Regions from separate parts of the Mus musculus genome. Here region 2 is linked to region 1. A link is a contact called in public HiChIP or PLAC-seq data. All regions are on one chromosome and are shown on one strand. Each heading gives the region's core, a stretch centred on a gene start, on an enhancer-like site or on the middle of the called end of the contact. The rest is flanking DNA. Distances are from core to core; before and after follow the strand shown.

Evidence for each region. HiChIP or PLAC-seq counts read pairs in DNA pulled down with a chosen protein or histone mark.
Region 2: a contact with region 1 is called in an H3K27ac HiChIP or PLAC-seq map of bone marrow-derived dendritic cells, with 14 times the contacts expected there. The contact joins the promoter of Mmp17 here to the promoter of Slc15a4 in region 1. A contact is called at or near these places in 1 of 15 datasets of contacts at CTCF or cohesin (large pre-B cells) and 1 of 115 datasets of contacts at active chromatin or transcription factors (bone marrow-derived dendritic cells).

The regions. Positions count from the first base shown.
Region 1 is chr5:127,615,436-127,619,663 of GRCm38.p6, forward strand. It overlaps Slc15a4 (solute carrier family 15, member 4), which reads right to left and starts at 1,957. Exons shown (of 8, transcript NM_133895.1): 1 at 1,380-1,957. The coding sequence starts at 1,934.
Region 2 is chr5:129,580,684-129,585,488 of GRCm38.p6, forward strand. Mmp17 (matrix metallopeptidase 17) reads left to right here and starts at 3,486. Exons shown (of 10, transcript NM_011846.5): 1 at 3,486-3,765. The coding sequence starts at 3,610.

The DNA.
Region 1 (4,228 bases), core at 707-3,206:
CGAGGCCAGCCTGGTTTACAGAGTGAGTTCCAGGACAGCTAGGGCTACACAGAGAAACCCGGTCTTGAAAAACCAAAAAAAAAAAAAGAAGAAGAAAGAAAGGAAGAAAGCAAGCTTTATCCTGAGAGCCTGACACTCAAACCCCACATAATTTCCACTGCTTACAAAATACTCTATTTGCATCTGACCACTAGAACTATTCTTGGCATGGGAGTCCCCTAAGAAAGGGAAGCAGAGCAGATGTGGCTCCACAGCTCTGGCTCCCTCCTCATCCCTTGTTCTTGGATGTCAGAGTAGCAGCGAATGATGCTGGTCTTTCCCACCTGCCACACCCTACCCCAAAACTTACTTAAAGCATTAAAGATGGAAACTAAGCGCTTGCCTGTCTCTTGCCCCTAACTTTGTAAAAGGGAAGCTAGGGCAGTGTCAGAGCCTTTGTACATGTCTATCCTCCAAGTCATAACTTCACCCTTTTCTCTTTCAGATCTCAACGCAGATGACTCCACCAACAGAACGTCCCTTCTCCTTAAAACCACAATGGTTACTGCATCACGAATAAATCCCACCTCAACTCTTCCTTACCACCCAGATCATAACTGTTTATACAGCTTTCCCCTATTCCAGTACTTCCACCACCACCCCCCCACACACACACACACAAAGCTCCCCCAGAGCAGAGGGTGGGTGTTGTTCTCTCCCCTCCTACAGTCCCCTACCAGATGCAAGAGCAGATGTGGACAGCGGTGCGCACAGGGGAGGGGAAGGGGCTGTTACTCCCTCTTACTCAGTCCTGGACCTAGTGCCAGGTGTGGAATGGGTTCTACTCATGGGCTTCCTCCCCACACGCATTAGAGGGAGTCTTGCCCTTCCTCCTACCCACTCGGGTGTTGGAGCAGATGGGTTTCCTCCTGCCACTCTCCAAGGGAAGAGCAGGTCTCCTTCCTCACCTCCACTAACAAGGAGGGATCAGAGGCAGGTGGCCTTCTTCTCTGCACTACAAGGGAGATTCCCTGGGTTGGGAAATTCCTCTCCCTCACCTTAACCTTTCTCTAGATCTGAGGCGATGTGGGGTGCAGGTCTATGGGTTGGGAAGCTTGGTGGGCAGCCCTGTGCTTTCCGATCGATTGCGCATAGGTGCAGAGGCAAGTGGGGATGTAGGCTTAGGTGTTTGGGGTGGCTCCTTTTTTCCAATCAGTGGAAGAACCCTGGGGGACAGGAGGTGCAGATGATACACAGGCTACCGTGCCAGTTCCCCCGTGTCCCCAGCGTTGTTAAAGTCAACGCTTAGGTTCGGGTAGCCGTGGTGCGCAGGAGGTGCGGCGGGGGGGGGGGGGGTGGTGGTCCCCAAACCCGGGAAGACCTGAGCGGGTCCGGCTCACCTGATCGGCGCCGAAGGGCGTGATGTTGGCCTTGACCGTGGCCACCCCGAGACCCACGAGCACGAGCCCCGCGAAGGTGGCGGGGGCACAGCGGCGCGCGGCGTTCTCGGGACACGACGCTGACCCGTTGGGGAAGGGCGCCGAGCAGTTGCGCACGAGCTCGGGCCGCGGGTCCCCGCAGAGGAAGGAGCGCGAGCGGGGCGCGGCCAGCAGCGGGAAGGCCAGCAGGCCCAGCAGGTAGAGGGCCAGGCTGAGCAGGATGGCGCGGGCCCGGCCGAGGCGGGCGTCGGCGAGCCAGCCCCCGAACGGCGAGCCCAGATAGGTGAGGCCCATGAAGAGCAGCAGCGCCTGGCTGGCCTGCGCGCCCTCCCAGTCGAACGGCGCGCCATTCAGGAACAGCACCAGGTTGGCCGTGACGCCGTAGAAGGCCGCGCGCTCCAGCAGCTCGGCCAACAGCACCGCCCCGCACGCCGCACGCCGCCCCGCGAACACCGCGGACGCCGCCGACACTGCCGGACGCCGCGAACCCAACAGCGGCGCCCGCTCGCCCTCCATGGCCGGTTCACTGAGGACTCGGTAGCCCAACTCTCGCGAGACAGCGAGTTCCCTCCCTCTCCCGCCGCCGCCTTTTAACTGGGCAAGCTGGGCGGGGGTGGCTGCCGGTTCCGCCCCCGGAAATCCGGCCAAGCGGGCCTTTCACTTGACAGCGGTTTGTTGTTGAGATGCGTGGAGGGATGGTGGTTCCTATGGCTGGAGGGGTTCCACCGGGAAACTGGAACCCTAGACTCCGAGGTTCCGGCCCCAAACTGGGTTCCTAATCCAGGTCACCAGGGTCTAAATCTTCCCTTCTTGCCATCTTCTCAGGACCCAGGCGTCAAGTGTAACAGTCTCGGCCTCCTCTCCCTCTCTTGGTATCTCACTTTTCTGTCTCTTCTTAAAACAAAAATTACTAAAATTTATTTATTTTTGGTTTTTTTCGAGACAGGGTTTCTCGGTGTAGCCCTGGCTGTCCTGGAACTCATTTTGTAGACCAGGCTAGCCTCGAACTCAGAAATCCGCCTGCCTCTGCCTCCCAAGTGCTGGGATTAAAGGCGTGCGCCACTACCGCCCTGCTGCTGCTGCTGCTTCTTCTTCTTCTTCTTCTTCTTCTTCTTATTATTATTATTATTATTTTAAGGACTGAAGAGATAACTCCACAGTTAAGAGCACTGGCTGCTAGTCAGAGGTTCTGGGCTCGATTCCCAGCACCCACCTTGTGTCTCCTAACAATCTGTAACTCTAGTTCCTCGTGGATCCGGCACCTTCTTCTGGCCTCCAGGGCTACTGCACACACACAGGGTGCACAGACCTCCATGAACGCAAAGCATCCATACACATAAAACTAAACACATCTTTAGTGGCACATGCCACTAATCCCAGCTCTTGGGAGGCAGAGGCGGGCGAATCTCTGTGAGTTCGAAACCAGTGTAGTCGACACAGTGAGTTCTGCCAGGGCTGCATAGTGAGACCCTGTCTCAAAAAAAAAAAAAAAAAAAAAAGGAAAGGAAAAAAGAAAAAGAAAGAAAGAAAGGGAAAGAAAAGAAGAAGAGAAAAGAAAAGAAAAGAAAAGAAACTAAAACCAAAACCTTTATTTACAGCCTATAACTGACTCTTAGTCCTGCTGGTAAGTAAGACTGAGTCTTGGAACGTTTGCTTAAAGACTGGACCAGTGAGATGGCTTACCAAGTAAAGGTGCTTGCTACCCGGCCTGGTGATAGCCTGAGTTCTATCCCCCTGCTGGGAGCCCCACACAATGGATAGACAGCAGACACTGCATGTATGTCCACACATACAGACACAGGCAATTAAAAAGAAAAAGTTCTGCTAAGCTAAGCATGACATACTTGAACAAACTCTGTATTGGAATGATAAGGCTAATAAACCATTTGGACTGACTGAGCTGGTAACTCACTGCGCAGTCTGACTGGTACTAACTAATCCGATGGGTCAGTCTCTTCAGGGAAATGGCGAAGCTAATGGCTCGGAGGGGCCTTGGAGTTAAGTGTGTGGAGGGAGGAATTTTAGGCAGTGTGCTGGGGCCCCTGAACTTGGTACTTTGAGGATGGAGACAAACCCAGAATGCAGAATATTCTAGTGTGGTCACAGTGTTGGAGGTGGTGGTGGGAAGTGACCCAATGGCACAGTTAGCTTCAGTTGTCAATGTCACACACAAGGGAAGAGGAAACTTCAGCTGAGGAATTGCCCCCAACAGATTGGCCTGTGGGCACGTCTGTGAGAGCATTTTCTTGCTTGGTGATTGATGTGAGAGGGCCCAGCCCCACTGTGGGTGATGCCAACCCTGGGCAGGTGATCCTCGGCTGTATAATGAAAGTAGCAGGACAAATAAGTAGCATTGTTCCATGGCTCCTGCCTTCAGCTTCCGGTCTCCAACTTCCTGTCTCAAGTTCCCATCCCGACTTCCCTTTTGGAAGGATTATAACCTGAAAGACCACCCTTTCCTCCCCAAGTTGTTTTTGGTCAGGCACAACACCAGAAATCAAACAAGCAACAAATTACACAAATCGTAAGATCCTACTTCTATAAATATTTGGTTATCTTTTATTTGTGTGTACATGTGTGTGCGTGAGTGCGTGCGTGCGCATGTGCATTCACGAAGTACCCTCAGAGGCAAGAAAACACCATAGCCCTTGAAACTGGAGTTACAGGTGGTTGTGAGCCATTGATGTGGGTCCTAAGAACTAAAGTTAGTTTCTCTGGAAGAACAACAAATGACCTTAACAGCTGAGCCACCTTAACAGTCCTCAGCACGATCTTGTTTTCTTTGAAATATATGAAATAGGCAAATGTCA
Region 2 (4,805 bases), core at 2,236-4,735, 2.0 Mb after region 1:
CCCAGCACTAGACCTGCGCTAGCAAGCTCTTAAGCCCAATGGTAGATATCTCTGCCCTCTGGGGCTGATGCCTCCAGGAGCCAGGCAGTGAACAGACCAGGCCCAAAACAGATGGCAGAGCGGGGAGGAGCCGCTTGGAGTGTGAATGAGGCGATGCTGAGTGAACAGGGAGTCAGGGGCGAGGGATGTTTTTTAGAGATGAAGCAAGCGTTTGCAGAGAGATCCGAGACATAGGCTTTCAACGAATCAGAAGACAAGACACCACCACCCCCATCATGCCCCCCCCAGCACGTGTGTGTGCGCGCACACACACACACGCACACACACAGTGGGTGCAAAGGTCCTGTGGCAAGAGGGCATCTGGAGGCCGTCAGAAGAGGTCAGGGGCTCTACCAGATGGGGGAAGCAGGCAGGAACAAGCAGGGTGATGATGTCAGAGCAGAGCAAGATGCCACGGGCTGAGGAGAGGAGCTTGGATTTGTCTTCCAAGCACATGAAGCACCTTTTCCAGAGTGTGACGTGGGCGGTGACATCTCAGTCATCTTTGGAACGGATGGCCTGGCTCTGATTCAGCAGGTTGCCTGTTGGAAGCCAGGGTGGAGGTAAAGACTGCGTAGGAAGTGCTTTGGGATTTGGACTAGTGGTTCTCAACCTTCCTGATTCTGGGACCCTAGACCTCTGGCCTAGGGCAAAGCGCCATAGACTCACTGGCTATAAAGTGCCAGCTCCAGCCCTAACTGGTAGCACTACCCTGGGGTTGCTGTTTAATGACACATCATAGCCTCTGCCTCCCTGGTCATGGGGCCAACTCTGTTATAAACAATAATGTGGCGGCAGCAGGAGTAAGGAGGGACCCATGCTGAGGTGTCCCTCTGAGAAATCACGCCATGGGACAGACCTGATGTAAGGGAGGTTTATTTGGAATGGAGGGGAGGGGACTGAGGACCTGGAGAAGGAGTAGAGGCAGACAGAGCCACAGGGCAGAGAAAGCAGGGATAGAGAAGGACAGAAAGAGAGACTGGCCAGGAACACGTGAGAACAGAGAAGGGGGAGGGAAAAAGAGGGGGGGGGAGAGGAGTTAGACAGGAGATGGGGAGAGTGGGGAGAGACAGAGAAAGGGGCTGGGGTACTTCTCTTATATGCTGTCAGGTGATGAGAGCCATATGATGACCTAATCTGTTGCTCGGTCGCTGGGAAGAGTCTAGCAAAATTGTCTGTAAGCCAACAAACTCTCCTGTGGCTTCTCCCCTGTTCTTTCGTCTGCTCCTTTGGAGTTTTGTTAAAACCACTTCCAAAACTCTCGAGCCCAGTTGGCCTGCAGCTCACCATCCTCCTGCCTCTGCCTCCCCAAACGCTGGAGTTTCAAAGTCCTGCTACCATGTCCGGGCCTCCTCTGCTTCTATCAGATCACTTGACAGTGGATTTGGGGGTCACCTAGACAATCCCCAGTGAGCTTATCTCAAGTTTTTTTTTAACTCAATTATAACTACAAGGACCCCCATCCTAGCTGGGTATGGGAGAACACAGTTAAAATCCTAGCACTCGGGGGCTGAAGCAGGACACAGTTCTAAACAAACCAAAAAAGATTCCTATCCATCTAAGAGTATATCTGTAGTGTCAAGTAGACATTTACCAAACTATAGGAGACCTGGAAGAAACTCCCAGAGCCAGATAGGCAAAGGCAGGGCACCTTGGGAGGAGGTACCAGTTAGAATTGGCAGAGTCAAGGGGACAAGGGTCTGGAGCCAGAGCCCCTAGAGCCACCCATTCCTGAACCAGTTCTTTTGTCCCCAATTTGCTCCACATTTCTCTGAGATTTCCTTTCCACATAGGGACATCATTTAGGAGAGGCCCAGAGACCTCAGAACAGATAGAAGATGGGGCCACCCGAGCTTTGAAGCTGATCTCAGAGGGCCTACGAATGCAATACGTTTCTCTCTTCTTGTCTAACAGGAGAGCATCGATCTTCTCCCTAGGGACCGAACCGACCTTCCTTCTAATGCAGCATGAACTAATGTCATGCATTAATATTGTAAACCTGACGGGCTGTAGGATCTCCTAGGAAACAAGTCTCCCAGCACACCTGTGAGAGATTATCTAGATTAGGTTAGCCTCTGGACACGCCTCGAAGGGATTATCCAGATTAGGTTAATTGAGATAGGAAGACCCATTTTTAACTAACTGTGGGCAGTACTGTTCCACGGGTTGATAGGGAGTTTGTTCCACATAGCTAAACACCCGGGAGATGCTACTGTCTTGTGGCTGCGCACTCTCTGTCTCTAGGGCTTTCTCGTGTCAAGGTCCTAACCCCCGCCCTCCCACCCCCCAACCCACGGACCCATCTCAAGCTGGTGCAGAATCTAATCTTCTCCCCAAACCACCCAGACCCCCGAGAGCAACAGGGTATGGATAGACACCAGCTGGGAGTTGAGGGAGGGAACTTTGCCTTCAAAGCAGGGAGTCACCCACCCTCTCCTTTAGAGGCATCATCTAAACCTCAGTGTCCGCGTGCAAACAATAAATAGACTGTAATCCTAACGACACCGAGGGACTAGAGAAACCCGCGGGGAAGGGGCTGGAGACCCAGCCGCTGGGGCGGGGGCTTGGGGTGGGAGGGCGCTGGTTTTGAACTCTGTCCCTTGGCCCAGCCAGTTTCCACATTGTCACTCCACATTGTCTCCTACTTAGGTATTATTTTCTCTGGACCTCAGTTTCTTTGTGTACAAATTGGGAACTATGGTTTCCACTTCTTACGGGTTGCGAGAAAGAAAATTTCATCTGTAAAGTGCTGAGCGGGTGCCAGATCCCAGCTAATGTTTGCTATTCATAGCCTCCCGGCTCACGGAGATAGAACGGGTCCAGCCCGCCGGAAGCATGGGGGGTTCACTCCCCGCCCCTCAAAACAAAGTCTCTTTTTTCACACCTGATGCAGACCCTCAGCAGCAGAGGCTAGATGCTCCCTGGCGGACTAAGGGGAAAAGGTGCTCTGTGCCCAAGGCTCCATACAGGACTCAGGTGTGCTCTCGGCCTAGTCTCCCGTCCTAAGCCCCTACTCCCGCCCACGCTCACCCATCCCATCCCACCCCATGCCCCCGCTCCCTCCTACGCTCTCTTGTATCACACTAATCCCCTCCCCCACCTCCGATCTCTCAGAATCGGGGTGCTTACTCCCACTCGCCCCAAGACTCTGTGGCCCGCGGGCTCCCCCGTGTGCCCATCACGCGCGCTGCAGCGGTCTTTAGGTCCTAAGTGACCTGAAACTAAACCAAGGGTTCTAGCAGGCGACCAGGGGGCGCGTCCAGAGGACGGCAGAGAACTCTAGGACACTCGCAGCCCGATCCGCCGGCTCCCTGTCTGCAGCAGTGCTCCAGCCTTCGGGGTGGGCAAAGCTTCTGTGCCATTACCGGGTCCCGCCCGCGCGGGGGCCCCTTTAAGGGAGTGGGCGGGGCGATGTTTATTAGCATACATTAGCATGGCCCTGCCCCGGAGGCGGGCGGGCGCGCGGCTCAGTCCCGCGGAGCGGAGCGGTGCGGGCGCGGAGCCGAGCGAGGCGCGGAGCTGGCTGCTGGCGGGTGCGGGGACCCTCGCCACCCGACCTGGGAGAGCGGGATGGGACGCCGCCCGCGGGGACCTGGGTCCCCCCGGGGACCTGGCCCTCCACGCCCCGGGCCGGGGCTGCCACCACTGCTGCTTGTACTGGCGCTGGCGGCCCATGGGGGCTGCGCAGCGCCCGCGCCCCGCGCGGAGGACCTCAGCCTCGGGGTGGTGAGTGAACGACAGGGGCACGGGACCCTGGGCACTCGGGAGCCGAGTCCCCAGGCGCTCACGAGGTGCAAGGGAGAAGGGAGACTCGCCCTTGCTCCTTTCGGAGAGGTGCGCGAATCCCGGTGAGGCGGGGGTGTGGGGGGGAACCCATTTTTAAGACAGAGAAACTGAGGCTGGGGCTCGGGCTGCTCGAGGCTCACGCTTGCAGGTCTAGGAGGATGCCGGTCCCTTTCCCGCTCCGTGCAGTCGTGCGCCGCAGCCGCGGGCGCCCCGGGGAGGTGGTCGCCCAGCCGGAGCCTGGTCTCTGGTTAAAAGCAGCTCCACAGAGACCTCTGGCGGGGTGACCGGTGTCACAGACGCCCGGAGCGGTGCGCCCCGCGAGCTTCGCGGCCGGAGTGGGAGGTCAGGGGCGCGCACCCCAGGCCGGGGACGCGCCTGTGGGCGTCCGGAAAACCTGGGGTTCCCGAGTTTGCCCCGCTGACGATGTTAGAAGAGCCTCCCGCACGGCGAGCGTGCCGCGACCCCGTCTCCCTCCTCCACCGGAGCGATCGGCCTTGTCCCGCCGGTGCGGGTGACAACCTCTGCTGTGTCAAGCCCGCTGCCGTCCCCATCCCGCCAACTCCCACTGCCAGAGCTTAGCTAGGCACTCCAGCTTGGGGACCCGGGTACCGGCTTCTTCCCACCTCTTGCCCACCCTCCTGACTGAAGTCGGGTTTGGAAACCCGCAGGAGACCCGGAAGGTTTCGATCAGACTTTATGGCTCCGCAGGCCCGCGAAGCCCTCTGCAAAGGCGCGCGCGGTGACTAGAGCCCGCTTTCGAGGAGGAGGAGGAGGCCCCGGCCTGGGTTCCTTAGATCTGGAGACCCGGCCAGGCGCGGCTTCCTGATTGGCACAAGCCAGCCAATATCCTAATGGGGTCCTGGCAGAGTCCGCTTTCCACGGGCGGTTGGCAACGAGGACTCCTACACCTCAGGTCTAGGCAAGGTGTCATGGAGATTTCCTGCTGGAGGAGACACTGGGGCGGGAGCAACCTCCAGTTT